2 separate regions of the Rattus norvegicus genome follow, and region 2 is linked to region 1. The links are chromatin contacts, called in public Hi-C maps. All regions are on one chromosome and are shown on one strand. The core of a region is the stretch at or near the end of the contact, and the rest is flanking DNA. Distances in the headings are between cores, read along the strand shown.

Evidence for each region. Hi-C and Micro-C count contacts between places; a contact is called where the count stands out from the background.
Region 2: a Hi-C map of liver shows a contact between it and region 1, with 3 times the contacts expected there. The contact joins two enhancer-like sites. A contact is called at or near these places in 11 of 12 Hi-C or Micro-C datasets (the A7r5 cell line, the Rat2 cell line, Schwann cells and 6 more) and 1 of 1 datasets of contacts at active chromatin or transcription factors (oligodendrocytes).

Annotation. Positions count from the first base shown.
Region 1 is chr18:63,089,341-63,094,306 of GRCr8, reverse strand. No RefSeq gene overlaps it. Among named protein-coding and RNA genes, the nearest start is that of Impa2, 12 kb to the left of the region's middle. Within about 2 kb of position 1,981, at least 31 of the 93 cell types and tissues checked have an H3K27ac peak or open chromatin away from gene starts, as enhancers often do. A contact at or near this core is called in hepatocytes, kidney and liver, where this site is marked.
Region 2 is chr18:63,150,662-63,155,627 of GRCr8, reverse strand. It overlaps LOC134483046 (a long non-coding RNA gene), which reads right to left. Exons shown (of 3, transcript XR_010059876.1): 2 at 2,160-2,295; 3 at 1,712-1,970. Among named protein-coding and RNA genes, the nearest start is that of Cidea, 12 kb to the left of the region's middle. Within about 2 kb of position 2,132, at least 8 of the 93 cell types and tissues checked have an H3K27ac peak or open chromatin away from gene starts, as enhancers often do. A contact at or near this core is called in hepatocytes, kidney and liver, where this site is marked.

The sequences.
Region 1 (4,966 bases), core at 732-3,231:
TAGTGACCTACCATTCTAATGTCACCAACCACCATGAAACAACCTCTCTCACAGAGCAGACAGTAAGGCCATGGGGTGCCTGTCACCCCGAGTGGCTTCATGACACATTCACCGAACCACTGCCTGCACAGAGGCAGACGTGACGTACGCCAGCTCAGGGCACCCTACAGCACAGCACTGAGAAACTGAGTTGGCACAGGTTGGGTGATGGTATTCCTGACTGCTCTGGTAAGGTCGCATCCAAAGGGCTGTAATGTAAGTCTCTGTCGCTGGTGAGCCTGCCAACTATTGGACTATGCCTGTGTAAATCCCGCAGCGCTGCCCATGTAACCAACACTGCAACCCAGAGCTTGGGCTGGGCCCATTAAAAACAAGGGCTGGCCCGGGAAGCCACTCAATGGTCTGCTTAGCAGAGGTGAAGACCTGGGCTCAATGACCAGGACCACCAGTAACAAAAGGCCAAAGGTCTGACTTACATTTCCCTTATGTTTCCCTGAAAGGACCACCACTGGATACCGATAGCTGTCAAACATTGTGCTAAATGGCATGGTACTTATGAAATGGGAGGGTGTGTGCGAGGTCACGGGACAGCTTTGTGGACTCTTTCCCCTACTTTTATGTGGGTACCAAGGATTGTGCTCTGGCTGTCATGCTTGCATCCCAAGCACCTCCATTTACCAAGCCATTTTCCTGCCTCTAGATTGTTAAATGTCATGTGTCCTTTGTTTCCTGTAACTAACGTAAGAACCATTGATAAATCCAGTGCCATGAAAGTTTTGTGCTTTTTTTTTCCTTCTAATAGTCAAAGTCTTAGGTCTTTGATTTGAGTTAATTTTTCATATAGTTAAGTAAGGAATTTACATAGTTACATAAGGGGGTGAATATGATAAAATACATTTTATATATGTGTGAAATTGTCAAAGAATTAATAAAATGCTATAATAATTTTTACTTCGTTATTCATTTAGTGTGTGTGTGTGTGTGTGTGTGTGTCCGTGTGTTGGAGAGTAGGTCAGAGAATAAATTTTGGGTGTTAGTTCTTCCTATTACATAGGGCCTGGAGATTGAACTCTGGCCTTGGCGACTTGGTGACTTGGCGACAAATACCTTCAGGAGCTGCGTCTTTCTGTCCTGAACAGGGCGCTATAACTGTGTGAGAGGTGGGAGCGGCTTCTCAGGGCCTGTGGGGAGGTGAGCAACAGCCAGGGACCTGCTGCTTCAGTTTGGGGATTTTTCAGGAGCAGTTTAAAAATAGCCCGGCGAAAGCATGGGGAGCTCTAGAAAAGGCCGTCTGGTGAGTGTCGAGTGCGTGTTCAAGTTCAAGCGTGAGAACTGAGCGAACAGGTCCCCAAATGGCCAGGCTACCTCATCGGCTGCCAACCAGGTCATTACAAGTAGGGCAAAGGTCTCAAGAAGTGCTGCGCCCTGCCGCTTGGCTCCAGGCTCCTTGTCAGTGTCCAACCAGGGGCTTTCCTAGAGACACCAGAGGCTGGATTTACAATCAGGTGATTTGGCCCTGCGTCACCCTCTGGTTTTCCTCCAGGCACTAGCGCCAAGGGTGGGGAGTGGGGAGGCTACTTAACCCCCAGCCACCGGATGCTGACCCTCAGATAACGTATTCACAGAGACCGTCCGTCTTCAGCCCCTGGGCTGCGCTTCTTTGGGGGCCTGAGGAGGTGGGGAGAGGGGCCATCCATCCCTCTCTGGTGTTTACTTGAGGATCCCGTGCGCTAGCTGGGTCAGACAGCAGAGCCGCCATGCTATCACGGCTCTGTTCACACATCCTCGGCCCACCGCCCGTACTATTCCTGACAGCCGGCTCCTGCCACAGCCGCTGCCTCTCCCTTTGCCAGGGTATCCTTTATCCCCGCTCTTCATTTTTCATTTGAGCTTCACGTAAACAACCAGCTCCAGTCAACTCAAGCTATTGGCTACACGCACACGTCTTTCTCCGCCAGCACCAGCCCATTCCCCTGCCTCAGCGCCACCAGGTGTCCGTGGTGGGGAACAACAGCTCTAGAAGCGGGAGGGAAGACAAGCTAGGTTCCCCCTGTCATCCAAGCTTTCTGTTGTGACCTGCAGCGCCGCCTCCTCCTGTCCCAGGAGCTGGAGTCTCCTTGGCGGTTTTTCCAATACTAGCAGAACCTGCCTCAGTCTACCACAACAGTGGCCTTGTCTTCACACTTACATGACGCTTTAGTAGTCCCAACTGTTTTCCTTTCGTTTCACATCTGGCAGTGTGGTAGGAACATCTTTTTAATTTTTAAAGTTCTACATGGTGTGGTTTCTCCCCTTTTTGAACCGCGACTATAGAAACACTTGATATTCCCTTAAAAAAAAAAAAAAACAACAACTCAGCTTCTTTGACTCAATTAGTGAGACTCTGATACTACTTTATTAACTATGATTCATTAATATTCATGACCATTTTGTACTCCACTACACTCTTTTTTAAAAGATATTTACTTATTTATTTTTCATGTATATGTGTACACTGTCGCTGTCTTCAGACACACCAGAACAGGGCATCGGATCCCATTACAGATGGTTGTGAGCCACCATGTGGTTGCTGGGATTTGAACTCAGGACCTCTGGAAGAGCAGCCTGTGCTCTTAGCCGCTGAGGCATCTCTCCGGTCCCTTCACTACACTCTTTATCTATATATGTACTGTGGGTAAGCAGTGCTCCAAATACATGCATTGCTGCTTCAAATACTTTTGCACATCAATTTTTTTTTTTCTGGAGCTGAGGACCGAACCCAGGGCCTTGTGCTTGCTAGGCAAGCGCTCTACCACTGAGCTAAATCCCCAACCCCTTGCACATCAATTTTGGTGCACAGATGTGTGCATTTGTAGGTGCGCCTTTGGATTTATTTATTTATTTATTTATTTATTTATTTATTTATTTATTTATTTATTTATTTATTTGAGACAGGGTTTCCTGGGCTAGCTTTGTAGATCAGGCAGGCCCGGAACTCCCAAAGATCCACCTGCCTCTGCCTCCCGAGGGCTGGAATTAAAGGCCTTGAAGAGGAATTTTTATGTCACAGTGCAGGTTTCTAGCTGACTGTAGTCGGTCATATCACATGGCTCCCCAGAGTGGGTGTAACCGTTAGACCCCACCAGCTGCAACTGAGCTCCTGCCCCCCACATGCTAAGCTTTTATGATTGAGCTTGTGTGGCAGAAGTTTATGGTCTAAGTTCTGAACGTCTGTGCATTAAACTAGCTCCATTTCTTTGTTGTGGCCCGAACTCTTTAAGATCAAAGTTTGATGGAACAGGGAGGCGGTTAGAGAAATGGGAGAGGAATAGATTCTCGAAGAAGTAGCTTAAAACTTTAAAACTCCGGCTGGAGAGATGGCTCAGCGGTTAAGAGCGCTGACTGCTCTTCCAGAGGTCCTGAGTTCAATTCCCAGCACCCACATGGTGGCTCACAACCATCTGTAAAGAGATCCGATGCCCTCTTCTGGTGTGTCTGAAGACAGCGACAGTGGACTCACATAAAATAAAAACTTAAAAAAAAGCTTTCGAATACTAATATTTCAGCCAGCGACCCTCATCTACACCTCACTGTTTAGTTAAAAGGGAGCCGGAACGGAAGTGTGGGCTGTAAGACTCTGGTTAGGTGAACCAGCATCAGGAACCTGGCCACAAAGCCGCAGGTGAATGGATTAGGCAAGCCGTGGGCATCAATCAACTCCTGATCCAAAGAGAGCAAAGCTAAAAGGTAGCTATCACCTGTTTCAAAACCTTCAGCAGAGTGACTGCAGAGTGAAAATCATCAGATTCTTTTCCCCCAATGTCATCCTGGGCAAAATGGCTTCTCTGGTGTTATTGTTTGCTTAAACAAGACAACTGCACTTTATTAATTGCCTGGTATTTAGGGCCCAAGAGAAGAAAAGGTGCTTACGTTATAAGCATGAATCTAAGTCCTTTTGGGGTAGGCAGACTGTGGCAAATGCATCAGGATTGACATATGAGGGGGCTCAGCCCTTAAGAATGCTTGCTGCTGGGGTTGGGGATTTAGCTCAGTGGTAGAGCGCTTGCCTAGCAACCGCAAGGCCCTGGGTTCGGTCCCCAGCTCTGGGGGGGGGGGGGGGGAAGTGCTTGCTGCTCTCAAAGAGGACTGGAGTTCGATTTCCAATACTCCCGTCAATCACTCACAGCTCCGGGGGACCTGACCACCTTTTCTAGTCTCTGAAGACACCGCCCACACACGTGTATGTGCATGCCCCACGACAAACTTAAAGACTGGTGATGGAAAGAAGCCAGTTGACAGAGGAGCACTGCAAGTCCTTCCCTGTCTGGGCTGCATACAAGCAAAAGAGCGTGCAGGAGAAAAGCTCTCGATCCACAGACTCGGGGGAGACAGGTACAGGTGATTGTAAAGGGTCATGAGCCTCAGGGCCCAGGACTTTTTGAGCTTTCCTCAGCTCACTAGTGATGGCTATTCTTGGATGTCACCTTTACTGAATGTGGAATTAATTAAAACCCAAGTGTCTGTGAGGGGTTTTTCTTGAATCACTTGAGGTGGGAAGACCCACTTTAAATCTGGGTCATTTTGTCTGGTGGCAGCTTATAAAAGCAACATGGAAGCAGGAAGCTTTTGCTCTTTGCCTGCTTGCCCTCACTCACCCTGGCAATTCACTCCTTCAGTGGTACGAACCTCTTCAGGATTCCAGTGTATACTGAAGATCAGCTGAAACATTTAGCCTCACGGACTGAACAGATACTGAATTCTTGGGCTTTCTGTTGAGAGACAGCCACTGTTGGGCTAGCTGGACCACAGCCTATAAGCCACTCTTATAAATCATATATATGATAAATATATAAATAATAAATCATATATAGGAACGAACACATAGATATTTGTGTATATATTAATCCTATTATATATGTACATATCATACACACACACACACACACACACACACACATATATATGTATGTCTTAGTTAGGGTTTTAC
Region 2 (4,966 bases), core at 883-3,382, 61 kb before region 1:
TCTCTGACTCCAGAGGCAATATGACCTGCCACCCCCTGCTTCTGGCACGGTGTCTACCTACCACAGCACATTGTGTTTCCCAGACTAGGAGCCAAAGGCAACACTCCCTTAGGTGAAATCTTGTCAGACATTTGGTTGCAGCAGAGAGCAAAGCAACTAATACAATGCTCACCTACAACCCAACTGATCAGAGAAATGAAAGCCAAACCATAACAAGGTACGATTCCACTCACACTCACTGGGAGAACTTCTTCTTCTTCTTCTTCTTCTTCTTCTTCTTCTTCTTCTTCTTCTTCTTCTTCTTCTTCTTCTTCTTCTTCTTCTTCTCCTCCTCCTCCTCCTCCTCCTCCTCCTCCTCCTCCTCTTCCTCCACCTCCTCCTTCTCCTTCTCCTTCTCCTGCTTCTGCTTCTTCTGCTTCTGCTTCTTCCTCCTCCTCCCTCCTCCTCCTCTTCCTCCTCTTCCTCCTCCTCCTCCTCCTCCTCCTCCTCCTCCTCCTCCTCCTCCTCCTCCAAGTACTGGTGAATATGTGAATAAACTGGAACTCATATCCCGCTGCTGATGGGAAGGGAGGTGACATAGTTGTCTGGAGCAAGGTGTGTCTGTTCTTCAAAACAGGTATGGTTGAGATGGGGCAGAGCTCACTGTCACATGTGGGGCTGTGGGTTCAAGCCCCACAACATCTCCAAAACATTGCAGCAGACACTCAGACAAATACTTGTGTACTCACGATCATTGTTTAATGTTTATATATTCACAACAGCCAAGAGGCAGAAGCAACTCACATGTCCATCAAGAGAATGCATGAGCAGAAGGTGCTGTGTACATTCAGTAGTTAACCTTCAAAAGGCAACATCAGGGGCTGGAAAGATGGCTCAGTGGTGGGGAGTATTTACTGCTCTTATAGAAGATCAGGGTTCAGGGTCCGGATCTCATACTGGATGACTCACAACCACCTGTAACTCTAGTTCCAGGGGAACTGATGGTCTCTGGGTTCTGAAGGCACCCACACTTATGAGTGTCTATGAGAGAGAGAGAGAGAGAGAGAGAGAGAGATGTCTATGTATGTTAGACATGAGTGTGCATATGTGTGTGAGATGTGTGCATGCATATGTACATGTACACATATGTGTACACACATGAGTGTATATGTGTGCGCACACGTGCATGTATGTGTGAGAGGTACATGTATGCATGTTTGAATATGTATGTGTGTGAGAGACAGATATGTGCACGTGTGTTTCTGTATGTGTTTGCATGTTTGAGAGAGATGTGTATGTGCATGTGTGTGTATGTATGTGTATGTGAGGGAGAAATGTGTGTGTGTGTGACAGAGAGAAAGAGATGTATGTGTGCATAAGTGTGTATGTATGTGAACATGCATGCACATATATGTATGTGTGTGCATAATTTTAAAGAAGCAAGCCAAAAAACCGATCTAAACTTTCTATAGAAAAGAACCAAGCCAGGCAATCTTGAAAAAGGGCAGCGTGGAAGGACTCCCTCCTCCTAATTTCCAGCAAAAGCAGCAGTGCTTGTGTGGTATTGGTGAGATAAACAGATGTGGGTCAAAAGGAAGCTGCGAGTTCAGAGTTAGAGCCACGCATTGACTTTCAGTAGAACAAGGACGGGGAGGGCAGGGATCAGGCCCTGCAGCAAGGGGCTCTAGAACAAGGCCTCCTGTCTGAAGATGAACTTTGACCCATACTTGTATAGAGTGAATTTCTGTATTTACATCTTTATTTTTGAATTTAATCTTTTCGGTAGAGGCAGGCGTGGAGACAGGACTCATTCACGTGCCACAGTGCACTTGTGGAGGTCAGAGGACAACTTGTGGGTCTTAGAACTTTCTTTCACCACGTGGCTCCTGGAGGTGGAACTCGGGTCCTCAGGCTTGGTGGCACGTGGTGTTACCTGCTGAGCCATCTTGCATGCTGACCGTGTGCGACGTGACTCGCATTGAACCATGGATCTAAATGCACAACAAAAAACTACGTTTTAGAAGCTTAAGAGGGAGGCTCCTTTGCTTTGTTTCTGTATTCAAGACCAAGTCCGTGTGCCCAGCGCAGGCCTGAAGCTTGACCCTTGCACACACAGCAGAGTTGTTTTGTAACGACAAATCTTACTATGAAGCCAGGCTTGGCTCACTCAGTCCGCTTACCTCAGCCTCCTGACAGGCTAACACCAACACAGCTGCCTGATCTTCTATCTACCATTTCAGCGCCAGCACCGGAAGTCAGAGCTCACACGTTAGCCAAGCGCCAGACTGCAGCTACCTCCCAGAGCTAACAGGAAAGCTAAAGAAAAAAAAATCTTAGTTTAGAAGGAAAATTCTTAGCTCTACCTAAACGTAAAGTCATAGTTCATGGAAGGAAAAAAGGAGGTAGGACTCCAAGACTCAGTTGCTCGCCTTCCAAGAAGAAAAGGAAGGCAGGCTGTAACTTTAATTTTTTTTCAAAACCTGTTTTTAATGGCGGCTCTTAAACGCTTTAACCTCCCTTATAGCCCACCACCCACCAGAGGTAGTGAAAAAGAAGGAACACAGGGGAAGTGGACCTGTTTAGAAAGGTTCTTTGGAGCAACTCCCATGTGTGTTGTCTGGAAATCGGCAGCTCGTTTCACAGGTTATCAGAGGCAGTTTGGTCCACCTCACGGAAATACTGGATCAGCAGCAGTGGCATGATCTAGCAGGGACAGTCAGGCCTCAGCCTCAGCTTGAGTCAGCAGGGGGGACCGGGAGGAACGCCAAGAGAAGCTCTCAGCTGTGCCTCTCTCAGAGAAGGAAGATCAGTGAAGACATGAGACCCACTATTGTTGCATAGCTAGCTCTCTAAGCAAGCCTAGCTTAGTCCCTGTCACTATCTGTTGAGTCCTATTTATACCCTCCAAACATCACACGTCCTCCACGGGCCTTGCCTCAGCTGACATCACTCTGCCCATCAGGTCAAGTCTGCAGAAGTGGTAAGAAACTGCAGCACACCTACTAGAAGTTTTCTGGTGATTTTTCTCTCTATGGAGTCCAGACAAATGCAGCTCAACTACACAAAGTAAGGCGGACTGATACATGTGTGTTCTTAGAAAAGAATCTTTCATCTGTGTCCTTTCACATGCGTGCTTTAGCAGAACATCCTTTCTCCTGTGTCTTCTTCAGCTAAATGTTCCTTCATGAGTCTGCCTTAGTCTTTCACCTGTATCCACCTCAGTTAAACGTCACTTCGTGTGTTTGCCCCAAAGAACCCTTAAGTTTCCACTTCAACAGGCGATGGACCTGAAGCAAATGCACAAACCCACAGACCTGCTATTCTGATTTCTGTGCATCATGTGCAAAGACGTCTCTAATTCTGTGCTGAGGAGTGAGCAACAAGGCAAAGGTAGGAGGTTATGAACACGCATTTCACTAAGGAAGATGGTTCACGTGCAGATCAGAGCTCGGAGTGGTGACTAACAATAGTCCTTGGGGGAATACAGGCTAAAACAGCAGGGAGATAGCCCCGTTAGCTGTTAGCTGTGTAAAACGAAAAGCTGAAGTCCTGACAACCCCAAGTGTTGACAAGGAAGCAGCACACCGAGGTTCTCTGGAAAGCTAAAGTCTTGACAATCCCAAGTGCTGACAAGGAAGCAGCACACTGAGGTTCTCAGAGTGGCCAAGGAGGATGTGTGGGGCATGTGGAGGTCAACCTTGTGAAGGACAAAGTGTGATGGAGGGCTGAGGTGCCACAGGCTCCTGAGTCTCCTTGAAGAATCCTGATCTGCGGGAGATGGGATTATTAAAACACCGGTGAGACAGCAAAAAGGACCGGAGGCCAGGGCGATGGCTGCTTCCTCCCCTCCCCCAACAAGGAAGCCCTGACAGGTGACTATACTCCCCCCACTACTTCTGAGTTACCTCACCAGGTAGGGTTTTCATTGGAGCACCATGATAGTATGGTGAGACATGATTGGCAGAGGATTTAGAGACTTGGGATTGGCTCAAACACTGTATGTGCTGCACAATAAGCTGCACCCTAATGCTGGTCTCTGGAGTCTCATTTCTGGGGATTTGTCATGTGACTCTGTCACCTCTCACCTCTCACCTTAGTCGTTTCCCACAGGAATGCAAATTGGACCACAGTGTCTCTGTTTCTTATAAAAGTTAAACAGTCCTTCAACCACAATCCAGCAATCCCACTTTCCAGTATTTAAGTAAACAAAAAACCCTCAGCTTTCCTCAAAATCTTTAAGTGAATATTTATAGAGAAAGGTGTGTTACCTGGGGAAGGATAGACAGCTTAGCATATGTAGGGAATGGAGTGTTTGGTGGGAAACATGAACTGCGGATACGGGAAACTCCACAGATGAACCTCGGATGTGTTACTGCAGGTGCAGGAAGCCAGAGTCAAACGACCATGTGCTGTGTGAGCCCAACTCCATCAGGTTCTGGAACATCTGGGAACAGATCTTCCCTGGGGCTGGAAGGCAGTGGCCCTGGGGCTGGAGGGGCGGGGGGGGGCTCCCTGGGGGCACACATGGGCTCTGGGGATGAGGGGCTTGTTGTTTATTTCGATTGAAGTAGAAGTCGCAGAACGGTGTTGTCAAAATTTGAGGTGAACATGAGGCAAATACATATTTAACTTTAAAAATGTATTTACTTATTCGTGTGGGTCTGTCTGTCTGTCTATCTTTCTGTGTTTGCCACTGTGTGCATGCTGAGGTCAGAGGACTAGTTTTTTTGGGTTTCTTCTATCCTTGGGCCTTTACATGGTCCTGGGAATTCAATTCAGGTCGTCAGGCCTATGAGGCAGGCACCTTTACCTGCTGAATCAACTCACTGGCCCCAGTCATAGTTTCTTTTTTGCGAAGATCTTAGTGCAAAATGCTATAACTAGTTAGGAAAGCTCTTGGCAATTTAAAAACGATAGAATTAAACGTACAGTTATCTAATTACCCAGGAACTCCAATACTCACAGGTATTTATCCAAAAGAATTCAA